2 separate regions of the Gossypium arboreum genome follow, and region 1 is linked to region 2. The links are chromatin contacts, called in public Hi-C maps. All regions are on one chromosome and are shown on one strand. Each heading gives the region's core, a stretch centred on a gene start, on an enhancer-like site or on the middle of the called end of the contact. The rest is flanking DNA. Distances are from core to core; before and after follow the strand shown.

Evidence for each region. Hi-C and Micro-C count contacts between places; a contact is called where the count stands out from the background.
Region 1: a Hi-C map of leaf shows a contact between it and region 2, with 4 times the contacts expected there. The contact joins the enhancer-like site here to the promoter of LOC108466600 in region 2. A contact is called at or near these places in 2 of 5 Hi-C or Micro-C datasets (both in leaf).

The regions. Positions count from the first base shown.
Region 1 is chr2:8,259,975-8,265,077 of ASM2569848v2, forward strand. No RefSeq gene overlaps it. Among protein-coding and RNA genes, the nearest start is that of LOC128289473, 18 kb to the left of the region's middle. Within about 2 kb of position 3,082, at least 1 of the 2 cell types and tissues checked has an H3K27ac peak or open chromatin away from gene starts, as enhancers often do. A contact at or near this core is called in leaf, where this site is marked.
Region 2 is chr2:8,194,654-8,199,994 of ASM2569848v2, forward strand. LOC108466600 (probable WRKY transcription factor 51) reads right to left here and starts at 3,567. Exons shown (of 3, transcript XM_017766987.2): 1 at 3,215-3,567; 2 at 2,965-3,111; 3 at 1-250. The coding sequence starts at 3,495. The coding sequence ends at 46.

The sequences.
Region 1 (5,103 bases), core at 1,832-4,331, 65 kb after region 2:
GCTTAAGATATAATTGAAATATTAAAGCATTATCAACTAGAAATTCAATAGTCGGACAATTAAAGAATCGAGTTTCATTTAGAAAGGCAATGAAAAAGACTATTGAATTAATTGAGCAAGTGGATACAAAAGACTATTCAAACTATCTATGGGGTATTAGGAATCAAAATTTGAATATATATAGATGAAAAATAATAAGAATAAGAATTCGTAAAAATTTGACAAAATTAATCTTTAAGCTCACTTTTCTCCGATCCTTTCACCTAATACATGAAAAATAAAAAATTATATTATATTAGAATTTTAGGCATACAATAAAAATGTGTCACTTTATATTTTTAAAAGAATTTATAATTAATCTCATACACTTTCTAACAATAGATCAATTCACTTTAATAATATTGTAATCCTAACTAGTGTTGATTAATTAAATAAAATTAATGTCAAAGAAATTAAATAAAATTAACAAATAATAATAGTAATGCAAGGTTTATGTTTTTTTCTGTTCAACTAGATTTATAATTTATGGTATGGTGGGCTCAAATTTAGAATTTTAAAATTTATGATTTTAAGGAAAATGTTAGATCTAAATTTAAGGTCTAAAGGGTCTAGGTTTTGGTGTTTTTTAGTCTAAAAGTTTAAGGTTTTAGAAATTTATAAAAAAAAACTAAATTTATTAATTTTGGAGTTAAAAATAGTCATAAGAGTTCTATTTTTGCAAGAAAATAGTAATGAGAGTTAATTTGATTTTTTATATATTATATTAGTCATGCATTTTAAATAAAATATAATGTCACATATTATTATTGAGTGTTAAAAAATCAATTTTAAAATCAACCAAACTCAAAATAAAATATAAAATAAAATAATAATAATATTAAATAGCATAATTCAAAAAAATATCAAAAATAAATTGGAATTCATCCACATATAAATTATTTTAATTTTACTCTCTCCGACTCATCGTTTTCTTTGTTTTAAAATACTAAAAGAGACAAGCTAGAAATACATGTAATAAGATTTTATATGTGGAGTCAAATTTATGCTAAATCAAACTGCATTATCTAACAAATTAAATAAATATATTTCTCAAAATCCTGGCATGATAATTCTAGTCGTGTTAAATTTTCAAACTTTACCCTATTAAAGAAGCACAATAATTTGTAGTCCCAGATGCATGCACAGAGACTTCAATTTTTATAAGTCACGAAATCGTTTCTTTGTTACAGTGAGTGGGACAGCTTTTACCATAACAGGCTTCCCAATTTTATCTGGAAATCAATCAATAGATGAGAAATGGGATTTTATAGGAGTGATAAAGGACATTTTCGTACCTACTCAAATTCCCAAGGAACTCTGCCATTCGACCTTTTCCCCATGTTGAAGGTTCAAACTTTATAAACGTTGCCAGCTTGATTTTCGGTAAAACTATGATATATCCTTGTTTTCACCGTTAAAAAAAATTATTAAATTAGTTTTTATATGTTAAATTTAAAAATTAATTGGGCTTTCTATTAAAAAATTATTTATTTTACTGTTAAAAATAAGCCTTAATATCAAGGGTGAAGTCAGAATTTCTTTTAAGAGGGTCGGAATTAAATTATATATTTTATGTAGTAAAATGTAATTTTATTATTTTAATAATTTATATTTTTATAATTTTTAAAGAATTAAATCAAAATTTATCATTTTTGGTGCCAAAGTATAATATTTTCATTATTAATTTAAAATTTTATAAATTATAAAAGAGACCTAAATAGAAAATTTTTCATTTTAGGAGGAGTCAGGCCCCTGCCAACCCCCTAGCTCTGCCCCTGCCTAATATGTCAATATGAGATACACATGATATGCCATCTGTCACAGTTTACTTATTTTGCTAACCATACTAATTGCTAACAGTAAAAATAGGTGACCTTTTAATGAAAAAGATCAAATTGCTCTATTTTTTAAATAAAAAGATAAAATAAAATTTAACTTATAGCACAAGAACCTCCATAATAGTTTTATCTCTATTTTTTCATGGATAATTATTATAAACAAATTATAAATGAAGGTGTTAAATAGATTTACTAATTTGTTTGAGCCTTAATGAATGATAAGTTTTAGGCATCTATTGTTGTATACTCACTTTCCTATTATAGCTGTGACACTCTTTGTATATATAAATGTTCTCCTATTGTCCTATCTTAAATAGATTGTTAATTTGTTGCTTCTGAATTTTGGGTTTGAATCTGGGGTTGCATTGTTATAGGTGTATTTGCTCATGCTGTTTACATTTATTGCCCTGCATGTATATGATTTAACCATCTTTCATCTTTGTAAAAGGAAGTAATGGCTGGCCACTGATGGCATATGGAAGTATTTTAAAATGGTATAATGTTAAATTTAATCATCAATATTTATTTTTTTGTCAATTTAGCTCTTATTTTTTCAAAAATAGTCAAAACGTCTTTTTAACGAAAATTTTGACTAAAAATATTAATTTCTTTAACGATGTTGGTTAAGCAACCCGCATGATGGTTCACATCAACGAATGATTTAAAAATTATAAAAATATTCAAAAGAATTAAAAATAAAATTATATAAAAATGTTCATAAAATTCAAAAACAAAAAGCATGAAATACAAAAGGATTATCATGTGGATTTTCTTATTCAAAATTTTAATATTTTGACTAGTAGTTATGCTAAAAAATAATTTAATTTTTTAAAAAAAAGTGATTGTCAAATTCGATTTTATTTTTAAAAGAAATTGTCAAATAAGACCAAACCTTAAGAAATAGATTTCGGCCCTATACTAAATCCAGATCGTATAATTAGGATTCAAGTCTTGTATAAAGATATAAATAAATAAAACGTTGGATGAACTGTTTGTGAATACATCTATTCACATTTTATTTATTTGTGGAATCAAATTTTACAAAATAAATAAATACATTTTCCAGGAAAAAAAAATAGACTCAAAAAAGTATCAACAGTTTCTATTGGTGAATGAATGAATGAATTGCAGTCCGAGATGCATGCACGGAGGAAAGTTTGAAATTGTACCAAAACAGGGTTGCCAATTTATCCGGGATCTACACGTGTGAAATGAGAATTCATGGTCATCAAATGTGAGTTATAAGGACATTTTTGTCTACTGCCCAAAATTCAAGGAAACACTGTCATTTTCATCTCTCTTTTCCGCTCAAACTTTCTGATTATGTCAACTCATTTCTATAGGAATTTAGTATTTTATTTTTAGTTTTAAATATATAAATTCAATTATTAATATGTTAATTCTTTTATTAAATTTGCATTTATTAAAATAATTTTTGTTAAATGAATTCATTTTCAAAATATTACATTAGTCTGTTTAATTAAAAATATTAAAATATTAAAATTAAATTTAAATTTTAAAATAAAAATATAGGATAGTTAGAAACATGAACTTGATTTTTAAATATTTTAAATTGATCAAAATTTAAAAATAATGATTACAAATGAATACCTTAACGTAAAATATGTATATATAGATATTTTATCACAAAAGTTTTATATATATAAGAAGAGTAGAATGATTAAAAGTAAACCCTTTTTTCTAACATGTGAAATGAAAAAGAAAAACGAGAGACCCCATGTGCATCAAAGAAAGGTCTTTCAACCTTCCTTTTTATATATAGATAAAATATTTTCTTAATAAAATTGTTGGAAATTATAGATTGTAAATTAATTATTTATGAGTACTGTTCAAATTAAAAGTGATGATTTATCATCTTACGGATTTAATTATTCATAAACACTATTTAAATTAAAAGTGATTATTTATCATCCAATGGATAAATTTTCATGGGACATGTTTCTCCCAAGAAGTATGTCCAATATGAAAGGTTGTGGCTCTTCAAATTTGTATTCATTGAGTGCATATAAATAGAGACATTATGGTGCTAACAAATTACACAATTACAATCAATCTTATTTTCAGAAACTAGAGTAAGAATTAGGGAATTACTCGATTTTGCTAATCAAAGGAAATTCAAAACTTCGTTGTATCCCGAGAGGACCTTTGTCTTAACCCTCTAGCAACTTTTTGTGGGGGCAAATAGTTCTATTTGGAAAGCGTAATCCGCGCCTTGAAGTCTATTGTTTATTTTCATATAAGTCTCCGATTTTATCGTCCCCACTCAATTATCCAACAATCAAAGAGAACTAAATTGGAGATGGCAACGGAGGCTACTACCAAATTCAAAGTGATGAACCAAGAGTTTGTAAAACTTGATCGATTTGAGGGTTCAAACTTTAATCATTGGAAAGACAAGATGTTGTTCCTTCTTACCGTCTTAAATGTGGCGTACGTTATGGATCCAAACCTACAACCCGTGAAGGATCCCGCTCCCAATGCAAACTCCAAGAAAATTGCGAAAGTGGCTGAACTCAAGAAGAAGCGTGAAGAAGACAATTTCACATGTCGAGGACACATCTTCAACACATTGTCTAATCGATTGTGTGACGCCCCCAAATTCTCGAGGCAACATTCAAGTGTTGACCTGGGTTGGCGATGTATAAATTTATTTTTGGATTGAGTTTTTGTTGGAAATAATTTGGGTGAATTTTGGACCTTTTCTATAATAAATTAAGGATGTTGGGAAGCTTGTGTGAAGTAGGGGGAAGATGAATGGCTAATATGGTGATTTTACCATTTCTGGATAAAAATCTTCTCCCAATTAATGAGAAAAGATAGTTTGGTAGATTGAGGTATGGGATAAATTAGATTTTTCCCTATTTTTCCCTATATTATAATCACCCTATTTTTTTTTTCTTTTTACATCTCTATATTTTTTTTTCTTCTTTTCTCCATCTATATTTTTTTCTTTATCAAGTCTTGTAAAAGAAGAGAGATTTGAGTGAGTTCTCATCAATTTTTTTCATCCTCCAAATCTCAAAGAAGGTAAGAGTCTTGATCTAGTTTTTTTTTTCTTTTAAAAAGTTCCATGGAAGAAAAAAAATATCTATGTTATTCAAGGGTGAAGGTGGAGGTTTTGGGTGTTTGCAAGGGTTTGAGTTCAAGGAAGTCTCTACCCATCTTATCACATTTTATTTATTTATTTATTTAAAATATGTATTTT
Region 2 (5,341 bases), core at 2,317-4,816:
ATATATTTATATGTATGTATGTATGTATGTATATAAGTTTTCTTTTCATGTAGAAGAAGAAGAAGGAAGAGAAGCTTGAAAGGTCCAAGCATTAGGAGCCATAATGGACATTTGGTTGTAGTAAACCATGGATGGGGTCTCATGATTGTGAACTCCTTCATATGTAGTTACCACATAACTTTGGTCCTTTACGTCCCTTTCTATCCTCTTCTTCACATTGCATCCTACACTTGAACATTTATAATAGTTCCTGCATTAACCAAATTATAGTTGGCACCAAGTCTTTCATTATCGACCATTAAAACAATCCAAAACATACACATACATGTAAATATATATATATATATATATATATACACCTTCCCATAAGTTCTACCCTTATTGTCTATACTTAAAAATGGGACTCAAAACTTTCAAAATAGAATCTCAAGAATATAATTTCTATGCTTTTAGTGTCTAATTGAAGTTTTTATATGAAGCCAAGTGCCAAATAAAAGTATATGCCTCCATGCTAATGATCATCAGCATCTATATAAATTAGTGGTAATTTTATATACTTTTATATTTAGGTAAACTATAATTTTTTCTCTTCTAGTCACTTAATTATAAAAAGTTAAAACATGACTATTCAACTATTTAATTTTGTGTTCTTCTTTTTACACTAGCTGAATAATGTAAAATGAAAATACACAAAATCCAAGAAAGTTTAGTGACAAAAAGACAAAATTTAATAATTGAGTAATCATTTTATAACTTTTCATAGATAAGTCATAAAAAAACCCTAATTAAATAACTACTAATACAATTTACTCTTTTATCTTTTGACACATAGATAATAATTATTTTAAAATTATCTAATATATATCTATATATCCTGACCTGAATAAAATAAAAGGAGAATAAGAATCTATATTCATTATTTTAATGCATAACTTAATGGATTGATTGGTATTGCAATTTTTAAAACTAGTGTTTAATACATTATGAGTGAAAAGTTCTTATGTACTAATTTCTTAATACTTTTAATTTTTTACTACACCTCATATGAGATAAATGTCACCATTTCAACTCTATTTCTAAAATTTTCACTCACAATAGATTAAATAAGTATTCGGTTTTAAACACAAAACTTTTCAACTCCATTGTATAAATATTTTTTTTTCAAAAACTCAAATTGAATTGGTCAGTTAGATCGAAAATTGTTAGGGATTCGAAAGATGCTTTTGAATAGGTTAGATCAGGAACTGATACGAACCGGCTAAGAGTCGATTGAACCCTCTAAAAACCAATAGAACCGACGATCAGACTAGTTGAACTGGAGTTTTATAAATTTTAAATTTTTAATAATTTTCTAATCAAATCGATTCGACTGACAAATCGATAATTTGACGGATTCGACTACCAATCTAGTTTTAAAAACATTAACAATTTCTATAATTGAAATTTCTAAACTTATAAAAAATTTAAAACAAATCCAACATAGCAATAGTATAAATGTTGATATAGATTAATTTAGTATATATTTGGGTAGTAGTAATTGTTTATTACTTATATGCTCATATAAAGAATTCATGTGAACCACAAGTTGAATAACTTAATAAACAATTGCATCTATAAATACAATGGAAGTGTTGACATATTGACTTAAACATTTTTTAATTAAGCCATCAACTTAAAATTTTGAAGTTTAACAAGTTCAAAAACACGATTACAAGAACATCTAAATTAATAATCCAATGATAAATATATATATATATTATCTTCTACTCTAATAAGATATTATATACTTATATTGAGGTATGATTTATTTAAGTTAATTGAAATTCAATATAAAATTTATTACCATTCTATTTATAATATATATTTGAACAAACATAATATATATAAAATGAGAAGCAAAACCAGATAACAAAGAAATTAAACTGGGGGAAACTTTGATTGTAGCAAAGCAATTATTTTGCTTTTATGTGGTCCAGATTAAGCCTTTAAATTTTGATAAAAGCTGTCGAGTAGTCTTTTCACAGCTTCCATGGTTGTCTATGGCTGCCTTAGCCAGCCGCTATACTCCTCCCCCAATAAAAACTATGTTCAAAATAACCTAAGGATATAATTAAGCCATGCAAAGTTAATTAATTAATAAAGTGCCTAAACCCAACTCCTTTCTGTCTTTCTCTTTGTCCATATATAAACATGCATGTTCCTAAATTAAAATCTAATTGCGGCTAAAGAATAAAGATAGATAATACAGTAGCTGCTACTACTGTGGGTGTGATTTGTGAGCACGTGATGATGATAACGCAGCAGCCCACAGTGTTTGTACGTGGATTGATCGGTGGTGCCTCTTGCACTTGCAGTCTACTTCAACTATGAAGGCTATTGGCGAAATATATAATTAGGCTGATGGGGCAATATTTTTCCCACTTTTTTGCCCCACTTTTTGGATATAGTTCACTACTATCCTATTCCATATAGGATGTGATGGGTATTGGTTCATCCCTTTGTGTGCAAAACTATATGATTATTGTGGGAAATATCAAGAAAAATAAATGAGAAAGGCATTGAAATGGTATACTAATTATTAACCCTATTGCTGCAATGATTGAAAATTATAAACTGGTAGAATAATATATATATATATCATAAGCCCACATGCTGCTTCAGTTTTATGATTTAAAAAAAAAAATCCAAATTCATTGTTTTGAGACATTGGGTTTTTTGTTTTTTGTTTTTCATAGTTGAATATAATTATTTCTATATCATCACGAGGACGAAGATGAAGTTAATTTATCAAGTTGGAAGTATATATGTATATATAATATAAAACACCATAGATATGTGTACAAAGTTATGGGGTCCCGCGGCTCAATATTGAAAACCATGAGTGGTTCCAATATCGGTGAAACCAGTTTTTCATGCAATATAACAACATCAACCCAAAAAGATTAAAATAATAATAATAATTACCTTGGATTGGGGTTGTCCTTGATGGATTTTTTCCCATATTTCCTCCATTTGTATCCATCATCGATCACCTCCATCTCTGATTTCATTCTAAACGCAACTCGAACCCCCAGTTCCGATTTGTTTTTCCCCACTCCATTTTTGCATTTTCTGCAAAAAAAATAAAATTCAACCTATTAAGTAAAAAAAAGAAGAAGAAGAAGAAGAAAAATTTCCATTGAGGGAAGTTAAAGATATATATAATATCACTTGCATGTTACAATTTTTTGATGTTGCACCACTAAGTTCAGTAGCTGCAGCCATGCCTTTCTCCGACGACAGCATACTCTGCGACGATGTATCGTCGTCGAAGATACTGCCGTCAAGAAGGAGATAATCGGAGACCTCAAAATCGGGCATGGGATTGACGCTTTCAGGGAAGAAAGTGTAAATAGGGTTAGAGTTAGGGTTTTGATGAGAAAAGTCCATTTTTAAGGAAAATCTGGACTTTTGGTCTTTGATAGAGTTTTGTAGAGAAGGAAGCTTGTTATGCATAGCTGCAATCCATTTTATACTTTTTTTATTTTTATTTTTTTAGATATCTAAAATAACAAATTTTATCCCTTTATTATTATTTTTTCCTTCTAATTTTAAAATTTATGAGCAGATGCTTCATGGTTATTTCCTGGAGCTATGCAGCGAAGATTCTTCAGTGGTGCCACGTGTTGGGAAGGGCCTAGTGAAGTCATATAGGTGACGTAAGGCCTTAACTTTATTGCATTCGAATATGGGACCACTTGTACTGTGAGGGAACCATTGTTTTTGGTCGGCGGAAACCATTGTTTTGGGAGAGACACTTTAGTCTGTAAGATGATTACACCATAAATTTTTATCTACATTTTACGTGGCGCTTACTAACTGGATTAATTTAATCTTTGATCAAGAATAACATTTATCTCCAATGAATAATTGCTTAATTAGCTTATCAAACATTTTAACAACTTCTCTTATAAAATTCCTCTAATTAAATCGGTAATGAAAATCAATACAGAAAAACATTAAAAAACAAAAAATATATAATAAATGCATTCGTTTTTTTTTTTAGATATCTATTGAAGTGAGTCCAATAATTAACCATTCACATTTAGCAGGCCCATTAAATGGGTAGATGCTAGCCACTAGTTTTAAAATTACTTCATATCTAGGGCGAAGATTGAATTCTCAACCATTGATTAAGGTAAGAGAGAATGCATTTATGTTTTTGAATTAATATATGCATTTTTTTTCTTGGCAGAAAAATATAAATATCAATTACAAAGATAAATTAGTGTCATTACAGATGAGTTGACCTGAAACATCCCAAGCCTAAGTCCGATCGCCGGTTTAGGCTATAAGGTGTTAATTGAGCTAAACATTTAATTTTTCATTCACAAAATTAAAAATAAAAGCAGAAATTTAGCTGAATACATATTGAACCTTGAGTTATAAATGACATTTTCATATAGCCAAAATATTTACAATTACAAAACATATTCGTCAACAGCCTAATCTCTATACATGCCATATCGAGTCCAAAATATAACTGTACTAAAAAGATCGATAGTATGAAGAACTGCTGACGATCCCCGAGTCGGCGGCTAGAGTCAACAATCTATAAAACAGAGAAATAAGAATTTGAGTAAGCTTTCGAGGCTTAGTAAGTTTTAAGCAATTTATACTATTAAAGCTTGTCATTAAAATTGAACATTGAGAATCACAAAACTTGTATTCTAATTGTAATTCACTTGACCAAATATACACCAAGACATTAGTTACAAAACCCATTGGTGAATATATATGTATGTATACACAAGAAACTCCTTGCACATATTTCACTATTTACAAAGATTATACTAATACCTTTAATTACGTTCTTTCATATGATGACTTACAATAACCAATTGTATTGTTTTCTTATCATCAAATACCGAATTGATTCACACACACACACACACACACATATATATATATATATATCGTTCTTTGATATTAGTAAATCACTTAGAAATCAATTCAAATATGAGCACATAACACGAACCTTAACGTGTAAACTATATAATACTTACGCAACGATGTTTACCACTGACATTCGAAGTCACAATCTTACTTAACTTACTGGCATCGGTTCTGTCAAATCTTAGAGCTCGGAATACATTACTAGCATAAGCTTGCGGGTCTTTAACCCGGATATTTTTCCAGCACGTAGCCTGCGGACCTCAAGTCCGAATATATTTCTAGCATATAGCCTGCGGATCTCATGTCCGGATATTTTTCCAGCATATAGCCTGCGGACCTCATGTCCGGATATATTTCCAATCTCATATATATTTGATCATATTTTAACACATCTCAGTCATCTTAT